2 separate regions of the Ovis aries genome follow, and region 2 is linked to region 1. The links are chromatin contacts, called in public Hi-C maps. All regions are on one chromosome and are shown on one strand. Each heading gives the region's core, a stretch centred on a gene start, on an enhancer-like site or on the middle of the called end of the contact. The rest is flanking DNA. Distances are from core to core; before and after follow the strand shown.

What was found. A called contact is a pair of places that touch in the nucleus more often than the background predicts.
Region 2: a contact with region 1 is called in a Hi-C map of liver, with 6 times the contacts expected there. The contact joins the promoter of RNF145 here to the enhancer-like site in region 1. A contact is called at or near these places in 8 of 16 Hi-C or Micro-C datasets (blood, hypothalamus, liver and 2 more).

What each region holds. Positions count from the first base shown.
Region 1 is chr5:68,384,261-68,389,677 of ARS-UI_Ramb_v3.0, reverse strand. The region is part of intron 5 of RNF145 (ring finger protein 145); the gene reads left to right. Among named protein-coding and RNA genes, the nearest start is that of TRNAF-AAA, 22 kb to the left of the region's middle. Within about 2 kb of position 2,532, at least 3 of the 54 cell types and tissues checked have an H3K27ac peak or open chromatin away from gene starts, as enhancers often do. A contact at or near this core is called in liver, where this site is marked.
Region 2 is chr5:68,429,868-68,435,284 of ARS-UI_Ramb_v3.0, reverse strand. It overlaps RNF145 (ring finger protein 145), which reads left to right and starts at 2,003. Exons shown (of 16, transcript XM_060415962.1): 1 at 2,003-2,389. UBLCP1 (ubiquitin like domain containing CTD phosphatase 1) reads right to left here and starts at 1,963. Exons shown (of 11, transcript XM_004009030.5): 1 at 1,893-1,963.

The sequences.
Region 1 (5,417 bases), core at 1,283-3,782:
CCGGTTCCATTACTTCATGGCAAATAGATGGGGAAACAATGGAAACAGTGACAGACTTTATTTTCTTGGGCTCCAAAATGACTGCAGATGGTGACTTTGGCCTTGAAATTAAAACATGCTTGCTCCTTGGAAGAAAAGCTATGACCAACCTAGACAGCAAAAGCAGAGATATAACTTTGCTGAGAAAGGTCCATCTAGTCAAAGCTATGGTTTTTCCAGGAGTCATGTATGGATGTGAGAGTTGGACTATAAAGAAAACTGAGTGTGGAAGAACTGATGCTTTTGAACTGTGGTATTGGAGAAGATTCTTGAGAGTCCCTTGGACTGCAAGGAGATCAAATCAATCCATTCTAAAGGAGATCAGTCCTGAATATTCATTGGGAGGACTGATGTTGAAGCTGAAACTCGAATACTTTGGCCACCTGATGTGAAGAACTGACTTCTTGGGAAAAGACCCTGATGTTGGGAAAGATTGAAGACAAGGGGAGAAGGGGATGACAGAGGATGAGATGGTTGGATGATATCACTGACTCGATGGACATGAATTTGAGCAAGCTCTGAAAGTTGGTGATGGACAGGGAGGCCTGGCATGCTGCAGTCCATGGGGTCGCAGAGTCAGACATGACTGAGCGACTGAACTGAACTGAGTGTGGATATGTTCTAGTTTATCCCTCTCCTCCCCTTCCCCTTTGGTAACCGTAAGTTTTCTATGTCTGTGGGTCTATTTCCATAAAAAGCTAGCTGACTTTTTATTACTGGTCAACTATGGTAAAAACCTGGTGGACCTCCATGTGTTGTTTGAGAATTTTTAATTCTAGTATGAATGACCTGGGTGGGTACATCTCTGTTCTAGGTGATCACATGTGACCGTATGAATAGGATTTTACCTCCAGCTTCTTACTATTGGGTCCTTCTTTCCTTGTGTTTAGTTCTATGGTATAGGACCCTGGACAAGTAGAAACAGCCCTGTTTCTCATGTGGCATGCATCAGATCCCTGGGAAATACACAATGACGAACTCTAGCAATGCTCATGCATCCCAAAGCAGCCACTTCTCCTCTGTAGCCATGGGTAGCTTTCACTTTCACAGGGGGGCACCAGGCACGAGCCATATGCAGGGAATACATTTTAACCTCTGTGAATGGTCCCTTGAGAGATCACGTCATCCCTAGACTAGAGCAGGAAGTATTATCTCCCCCTCTCCCGCCAGAAGACTGCTTTCCTCAGAAGTACTGACAGCAACAGCTCCCTCCAAAGAAACCTTTCCAAAATTCTATCCCCGCTCACCCTTTTACACCATTTGATAACCTTATCTAGCTAAAGGAGCCCAGAAATCTTGGAACTAGTTTGCTCACATTCCTTTTATAAATTATGGCCACTGGGGAGCTTACCTCATACGTATACAGGTCTTTGAATCAGATTTTTTGGCACTTCATTTGACACTAAGATTCCATCTTATCATCTGAAATGTGTGTGTCACGTGTGTGCTCTCCTCCCCTCTATTTGCTTGCTCCTGACTCACTTAGCTGACCCTTGTCTATTTTCAACACTTAGAATGTCTCTCCCTTCCTCCCACCACATAACCCCACAAAATGGGTTGATCTCTTCTGTTTGTATTTCCATGGTAACCTTTGCCCACCTTTATCATAACCAGTCCAGTTCATTCTGTATTAAAACCATTTCTATGTTTGTCCGTAACCTCATGAGACTGGGAGTTCTGGAAGACAAGCGATTCATGAAATTTAGTGTTATATCCTCAAAGGCTAACAAAATACAATTTAAATTCCCGTTCCCGTCAGCAATAACATAAAACTCCTCAAATATCTTAGGAATTTATGTAATAAAAAAGATATGCAAGACTTCTGTGTCAAAAACTAAAAATCTCAGTGGAGTCTTGGAAAACTCAACAAGCCAAAATTCCAAATCTGATTCCATACTCGATAAGAAAATGTGAAAAACCAGGATCCTCTCGAAGAAAACAAAACAAAAGAGAGAAAACCAGGAGGGGAGACTAACTCTACCATATATTAAGACTTCTTATTTAGTCAGAGTACCTGAAATTGTTGTTATTGATACAAGTAAAGACAAACACATCAGTGCTTTGGAATAGAAAGTTCAGGAACAGATCCCCTCAGGCACATTGATTTATGTCAGTGAAGGCACCACAGAGCAGTAGGAAAAACAGGCTGAAAACAACCATTAAACAAAAATATGAAATTTAAATTATGAAATTATGTTCATCAAAAAACACTAGAGAATGAAAAGGGAAGCTGTAGAAACAAAAGATTTTTGCAGTATATATAATTTAAAAGGGGTTTGCATTCTGAATATATTGGATTGGCCAAAAAGGTCATTCAGGTTTTTGGGAAATAGGTGTTATGAAAAAAACTGGATGAGCTTTTTTGGCCAGCCCCAAACTAAGGATTACAAAACAAAAAGCAAAAGGTAAATAAGACAGGAGAAAATTGGGTAACAGACTAGAGCGATTCACAAAAGAGGAAGTACAAAAGGCCACCAAACATGAAAACGTACTTGACCTTGTCAGCAATTGGGGAAATGCCAAGTTAAAAACTCCACTAGAATGGCTAAAATTAAAAGGACTGACAATCTTAATTGCAGGCCAGAATATAGAGCAGTAAGAACTCTGATAGATTGCTAACGGGAGTGTAAATTGGTGTTAACATCTTGGAAGACATTTTGGAGTTATCCGAGAAAGTTGAATACAGGCAAACCCTTAGGCCAGCAGTTCTCTTCAAGAGAAATACGTGCACATATACCCCAAAAGACAAGTGCAGAAGTGGTGATATTAGCATTCATAGTAGCCTCAAATTGGAATTTGGTTTGAACCAAAATTGGAAACAAAACTGGAATTTGTTCATGAACCCAAAGGTTCATAAATAGAAGATTGAATAAATAATATTCATAAGACTGAAATCTAGAATGCAGTGAAAATGAACTGCAGTTTCACACGAGAATATAATTGAATCTTAAACACAATATTAAGCAGAAAAAGCTCATCTCAAAAGGATAGTTGCCATATGATTTCATTTGTATAAAATTATATAAAATTCAACAACAGGCAAAAGAAAATACAGTATTCAGGGATTCATACTTAGGTGGTCAAACAAACAAACAAAAAAAAACAAGTCACTATATTAAATCAGAAAAATGGTTACCACTGTGGTTAGTGAGACAGTTGTGAATAGGTAAGAGTATGTGGGAGACTTCTGAGAGTATTATCAAACTTTTATTTCTGGATAGTAGTTAAATCAGAGGTCCCTAACCTCTAGGATATAATGCCTAATGATCCGAGGTAGAGCTAATATAATAATAATAGAAATAAATGCAATGTGCTTGAATCATTGCAAAAGCATCTCCCCACCCTGCCTGCCCTGATCCATGGAAAAATTGTCTTCCCCAAAACTTGTCCCTGGTACCAAAAAGGGTGGGGACTGCTGAGTTAAATGGTTGTGTTTTATAATAACTTGTTCAGTTGAACAGTTGTGTTTCTTTGTGCTTATCATCGTAATTTTTTTGTAATTACTTCCTCATCTTCATAACAGCATATTTTACTGACTAGCAAATTGAAAGGATTGAAGGCCTTGGGACTCTTTTAACTGCAGATAACAGAAAATGCAACCCAAACTGGCTTAAGCAAAAAAGGTAATTTTATTGGCTAATATAATTAAAGATAGAGTATGGACATGCTGGTTTCAGATGAGGCTTAGGTTGGGGCTCATACATGGTGACCAGGTCCTGGTTTCTTTTTATATCCCAGGTTCTTTTACTTCCTTTGGCAAATTTTCAAATTGGCTCTTCCCTTTTGAATCTAGGATGGCCTCCTGTAGTCCATGAAATTACAGGAAATAATATATATGACAGTCAATAGCCATTTGTTGGGATGGCCAAAAAGTTTGTTTGAGTTTTTCTGTAAGATGGTATGGAATAGCTCAAACGAACTTTTTTTTTTTTTTTTTTGGCCAATCCAGTATTTAGTTAGATATCATCATGCTTGAAAAGCAACACAGTTTTATTTTACTAACCATCTCAGATTTACTTAGAATCAAGACAAAGAAAGTGACTGGGCAGGACAGAGGGACACCAGTGGAGCTTAAATCTGAAGACAACAACAAAACATTTTTTTTTTCCTTTGCTGATGTGAGAGATTCAGAATAGTCACAGGCACTCAGACTAATTAAAAACAAAGCTGGCTTGTAAGACATAACAATAACATCATGGGTGAAACTTGATTGGATCTTGGTTAGAAAAAAAGTTGTCTGTAAAAGATATTTTAAGGAGAATTGGGGAAAATTGAGTATTGGCTGGATGGTAAAAAGATTTAGGGAATTATACTTTGTTTTCTTCAGTGTAGTAATAGCATTTGGTAATACTGGAAAAAGCTCTTATTTTTAGAAGAGGCAGGCTAGAGCATTTAGGGGTGCAACATGTTGATGTCTGCAACTTACTCTCAAATAGCTCAACAAAAGACACACACAGATAAAGCAAACATTCAAAACTTTAACAAATGTTGAATGTTGAATGAATCAAGATGGTGAGTATATGAGTGATGATTCTAATATTCTTTTAATTCCTGTATATATTTGAAGCTCTTCAAAATAAAAAGTTGGTGAAATAAAAAATGTCTGGGGAGGGGGAAAGCTAAAAAAATGCTGACCAAACAAAAAGCTGACATATTTCTATGTTTTTTCTTCCTGCAGCCTAGGCATTACTTGCACAAGAGGCAGAAAAAGATAAATTTATTTTGGTATTCAAGCAATATACAAGATCTATTGCTTTTGCAATTATCCACGAAAATATTTATTTAACACCAACTAGGTGTATGCATCTCATTGTTAATAGGGAGTTATAATTTTATCTCTGTCTGACTTTATTACAGATTAACTGTTGCCAACCAAATACCAAAGATGGGAGGAAGGAAACTAATAGAAACGGCAACCCACTCCAGTACTCTTGCCTAGAAAATCCCATGGACGGAGAAGCTTGATGCAGGCTACTGTCCATGGGGTCGCAAAGAGTCGGGCACAACTGAGCGACTTCACTTTACTTTGAAACATAAACATTAGCCTACATCGTTTATTTATTTTTTGTTATAATCCTGTGAAGTAAATACTGTTTACAGATGGTAGATGGAGTCATTTGTATACTTGGAACAGACAGGATCCTGCATCTAACAAGTAGGGGACATCTGAACCTAAGAGTAAATCTCTCATCATACATTGCTGGTTGGAATATAAAATGGAACAGTCACTCTGGAAAACAGTCTGGCAGTTTCTAAAAAAATTAAATATTGAGTTACCATGTACATGCACGCTAAGTCGCTTCAGTTGTATCCCATAGATCCTATGAACTGTAGCCTTCCAGGCCCCTCTGTCCATGGGATTTTCTAGGCAAGAATAC
Region 2 (5,417 bases), core at 754-3,253, 46 kb before region 1:
AGGCAAATTCTGAATCTTAACATGCAAATGTAATCTGGAAACTCAAGATGTCTTCAGCATGCCCATTAGAAAAGAGCACCATAAATTCACTTACATTCATTCTATGTTTATAACCTGCTCTACTAAAACTTTAAAGAAGGTATGCTACTTTAGAGCAATGTATTCTATTTGGCAAGAATGTGCTCTAACAAATGCTATACTCCTCAAAAAAAAAAAAAGACAAATAAGCCTTTTGTGTCAAACAGAAATACGATTTAAATATTATTTTTCTGTGAGAAGTGGAAATAAAAATGAAAACTTACAAGAGCTAGGAATGCAAATAGCGCTAATACAGCACGTTGTATTGGGCAGAACAAAACACTTCAAGCGAGATCACCTCAACTCTAGGTGGATTCGGACAAATCATTGTGCCTCTAGATGAGTGTTCTCAAAGTGTGGTCCCCAGACCATTCAACAGCACTGACCCCACTTGGTAACTTGTTAGAAATATAACTGGGCCTGGAGAGAAGAGACCCAGCAATTTGTGTTTTAACAATCCCTGTTCCCACCCTCCCCCCATCTTTGAGGCATGTTAAAGTTAGAGAGGCTCTTCAATTTTCTCAGACTTAAAAAAGAAAATGTGCCAGATGGCATGGGCTCTGTGTGCTTAGTAAAGCAGTATACAAATGTTACATATCACCCATGCCACAAGGGGATTTCCAAACTGACAACTGCTCTAAAGGACTAGGCACAACAAAACAAATACCATAAAAAAGTTTAATGCAAAAGCCCTTAAAACTGTTTTTCAAAGTTATACTGAACTTTACTCCTTGAATATTTAGATCATTCACAAGAATGGAGCAATGCAATGCAAATGCATGAGTCATTTTCTGTTTTCACACTTGGCCTTTTCTTACACAATTCTAATGTTTTGTGTCATTCCAGATCTTATCAGATTTATAAAGCAAAAAACGAGTTTGAGGGTAGGGACGGCGATCAAACCCAAATAAGTTAGCAAGGAACATACCTTTATGGTGGTGAAACTACAGCCAAGAACGGCTGTTTGGATAAATTCTTCCAACCTAACATACAGTGGTGACTTGTCTAGCCAAGGCAGTAATGTTTATCACGACAGTATTAAGCCGCGCACTAACAGCCATGACAGCACTTATAAGCAATACAAATGGTGGTGAAAACAGAAAAATTATAATATGCTCGACAATTTTATTCTTCATTTAATCTTCACAATCCTAAACTGACAACTATTGTCTTCACTATACAGACTAGAAATTTGAAAAAGAAGAAAAACAAGCTGCTCCAGACCACACAACTAAAAAGTAGCAAAGGCGGTCAATTTGAAAGGACCTTCAGCCTAAGTTAACACCTTAGGAATTGCGGGGAATTAACTTTTCAAGCTGCCTAGTAAAGCGTAACAACTGAAGTACTGTCAACTCATTCTCTGGACAGCACGGCTGCAGCAACTGCGAGCGAGTGCAGAGGAGACAGCTGTGGGCTTCGAAGCGGCAGCTAGGGGACAGCACAGAAGGCAGGCAGAGACCCCCAAAACCCAAAAGGGCTGGGATACGTTCAACAGGGAGGGGGAAGAAATGGACAAACCCCAGTCGAGGGAGGAATGAGACGGGAGGACGCAAAAACCCAAAGAGGTGCGGAAAGCCCTCCACCCAGGCGAGGAGGCTGGATGCGAGGGTGGCGGCCCCTGTGATGAGCGGGCCGGGGCCGGAGGCCTGAGCCGCGCACGGACCAGGGCAGCCGCGGGCGGGACGCCCTAATGCAGCCCCAGCCGGCCTGCCAGGCCACAGTGAAGGTCGCGCAGCGAGGACAGCAAAGGTGCGGTCCTCCAGCCCAACCATGTTTCCGCGGGCAGTGGGCAGGGATGCCCAGAGTCCCCTCACCTGGAGCACAGCGGAACCGACAACAGCGGATGCAAGAACCGACCGCAGAGAAACCCACGGCGACCGGAAGTGAGAGGCGGGGACCGGAACCGGCTAACGAACCGGAAGTTAGGGTTTGAAACGGAAGCGCGCCAGAGACGGGACAATCTCTTCCTTTGTTTCTCTTCGGGTAGTGATACTACATAGTCGCCGCCAAGAACTGCCTCACCGCGACGAGGGAAGCAGGCCTTTCGGAGAATGTGACCGCTGTACACACGCCTGCGACGCCTGGCTAGCTGCGGGCCCTCGCCAGTTCTGCGCATGCGTCCCTCTGGCGGGCTCTTGAGTTAGGCGGGAGTCGCGGGAGTCGCGGGAGTCTGACGTCTGTGGTATTATTTCGACAAAGTCGAAGCTGGTTCGGAGGCAGTGCGCTGGCTTACTCAGGTGAACGGAGATCCTCGTGGGAGACGGGCCTGGGACTCGTGTGGCTTTGTCATGTTCCGAATGAGGCCTGAAAGGTGATGTTTGAGGACTGAGGACTTGAGAACTCGACCTGTCACCAGGGGCCACCAACACTAGTAATTTCAGGAGTTTAGAATTCTACCCGTTTCATCCAATCCCGGAAGAAACAGTATCGTCAGGAAAGGGGCAAGCCCAAGTCTCAGAGAACCATGCAAGCAGATCTCATTATAAGAGCTGCCATCGAGATTACTATGGTCTTGTATCGAATTATGTCTACCTGCCCATTGCCACCTCCATTACGTTTTCCCTCATAATGCTAAGAAAGCCAATTACAAACCCTAACAAAAGAATTACAGACTTTAATGAAAATTTGGAGCAACCGCTGTCTGGTACAGCGAACTCCCAACGTGCATCCTTTTAAGTAGGAAAATAATAATAATTGCTCACTAGATTGTTGTCTGTGGCGGCAAATGTATTGGGCTTTGAAAAGGAAGGAAAAGGTGAAAATAATATTGGCCCCTAAGTATGCACTAGTCGGGGCTTCCCTTGTGGCTCAGCTGATAAAAGAATCTGCCCGCAATGTGGCAGACCTGGGTTGGGAAGATTGCCCTGGAGAAGGGAAAGGTTACTCACGCCAGTATTCTGGCCTGGAGAATCCCATGGACTATACAGTCACAAAGAGTCGGACAGGACTGAGCGACTTTCACTCACATGCACTAGTCGAATTACTTGTATTTTTCTTTCTTCTTCATAGCGTGTAACTGATCCGTGTTTCCCTTTTGGCTGTTGGAAAGGGAACAAAGAGCCAGGTTTCGTGTCTTAACAGTTTTTAGTGAAAATACACAAACTCTGTTTTCCTCCCCTTTTTTGGTAATTCTTATAGCACTAGGAATGATATCTGTTCATTTTTTTTTAATGAAGCATATTTGCAGTAAGCAGTATTCCCTCTAATTTTCAAAAAATAGGAAAGGGAAAACTCAAAAGAACTTGTACAAAAGTCACTTATTAGCAGTCTAGCTAAAGAGATGGTCAAAAGACAAAAGGACTAGGCAATGAATTACAGTTTCTTTCACCCCAATATATTTTGCTTTATTCACGTTCTAAACAGCTCCTTAGGCTATAGTTTTTGCAGTAGTCATGTGTGGTTGTGAGAGTTGGACTGTGAAGAAAGCTGAGAGCCAAAGAATTGATGCTTTTGAACTGTGGTATTGGAGAAGACTCTTGAGAGTCCCTTGGACTACAAGGAGATCAGTCCTGGGTGTTCTTTGGAAGGAATGATACTAAAGCTGAAACTCCAGTACTTTGGCCACCTCATGTGAAGAGTTGACTCATTGGAAAAGACTCTGATGCTGGGAGGGATTGAGGGCAGGAGGAAAAGGGGATGACAGAGGATGGGATGGCTGCATGGCATCACCAACTCGATAGACGTGAGTTTGAGTGAATTCAGGGAGTTGGTGATGGACAGGGAGGCCTGGCATGCTGTGATTCATGGGGTTGCAAAGAGTTGGACAAGACTAAGTGACTGAAATGAACTGAACTGAAACAGCTTCTTGGCAACTTTATATTTTTGCCATTGCAGTTAGAGAAGATTGTTTCTGTTAACATCAGTTAAAAACATTTTTAACTTTTACTATTTCTAAGCAACAAAATTCGCATGGAGGTTCTTTTTAATCACAGAATAGCCATTGTACAAAGGGTCTGATAAGTCTCTTATTACTAAATGTAAATAATTTAATAATTACAAATTATCTAACCAAGTGTTGAACAATAGTATTTTTCAGAGAATAATGGTTGTGGAGTATTTTACAAGTGGTTCATGTAACATGATTTTTAATTATGCCCATACCTCAGTCCCTCCAAGTCTGTTTATATTTAGCTAAACATTCATTAAATCAAAAATAATGTTGAGAAAACACTTGAGGTCGATTGAAAGATATCATTTGAGTAAAAGAACTGGACTCGTTAACTAGGGAAGAATATAATAAAATGGACCTTAAAAAGGACTCAAGCAACTCACAATTGCCAATAAGAAGAGAAAAATTAAATGTCAGCTTGCTCTTGCTCAGTAGAGTCGCTCTTCTAATATGTGGAGGATGATATACTTGTGCCTCATTCATTCTTTCCTGCAGCCACTGAAGGTGCCTGGGAATTACCCCATAGGGTTTGATAGATTATCAGGTCTAAGAGACTAAACAGAAATGTGTAACAGTTTCACAGAATCTGATATCACAGTGAAGAGTTTACAGTGAAGATAAACTGATATCACAGTGCCCATGCTGGGATTGGAGGACAAAAGTACATTCCTGATCCCCAGCTGGAAAGCTGTCACCCTGTTTGCATCTCCATCTTTCTCTTTACTTCCCTTTCTCGGGCCATTTTCTTCCTCTCTTTCCAATTGAAAAACATCCTCTAATTTAAAAAATATATATATAGTACACTGTAGCACTTCATTTCTCTCTTTTAATGTTTGTACACTTATTTTTTCCCTGACTTCAGTCAGTGTGCTGAAAACAGTTCGAATCTGCCTCATAGAACCGACTCTGCAGGCCCTCAACTCACCCTGGCAAGGGTACTACTTTGTATCTCTACTCATTTTGCTTTCCCAAATGACTACTAAAAATCTCAATCTCTTCCAACCTCAGATCTTCTGCTTTATATCCTTACTTTTGGTAGATGACATTGTCTTGTATCTTGCTAAGGAAATAAGCAGTCTCAAAGAGGAATTGCCTGATCTCCAGACCTCTAAATCTACAAACTAAATTATAGCTGCACTTGTCCTCACTTCCTATGCTTGTTTCAATGTGGCATTTTCCTTTTACCTGAAACCAACTCATATTTGTGCTGTGGCTCCTTCTATTTCAGGAAGCTTTCATAGAAAATCAGTTAGCCCTCTCTCTTGCTGTTATATTTTTAACCTCTTTTCTCTCTGCAGGCTTATTTCTACTAATGATAAACATGCCATGATATCTTGCCGTAACTACTGTCCTCTCTTTTCACAGTTGGGCATTTCAAAGCATTGTTTGCATTTGTCTAAACTTGACATTATAATTGTGTATTTCTTTCAGTTTGTTTAGTGACAGTTTT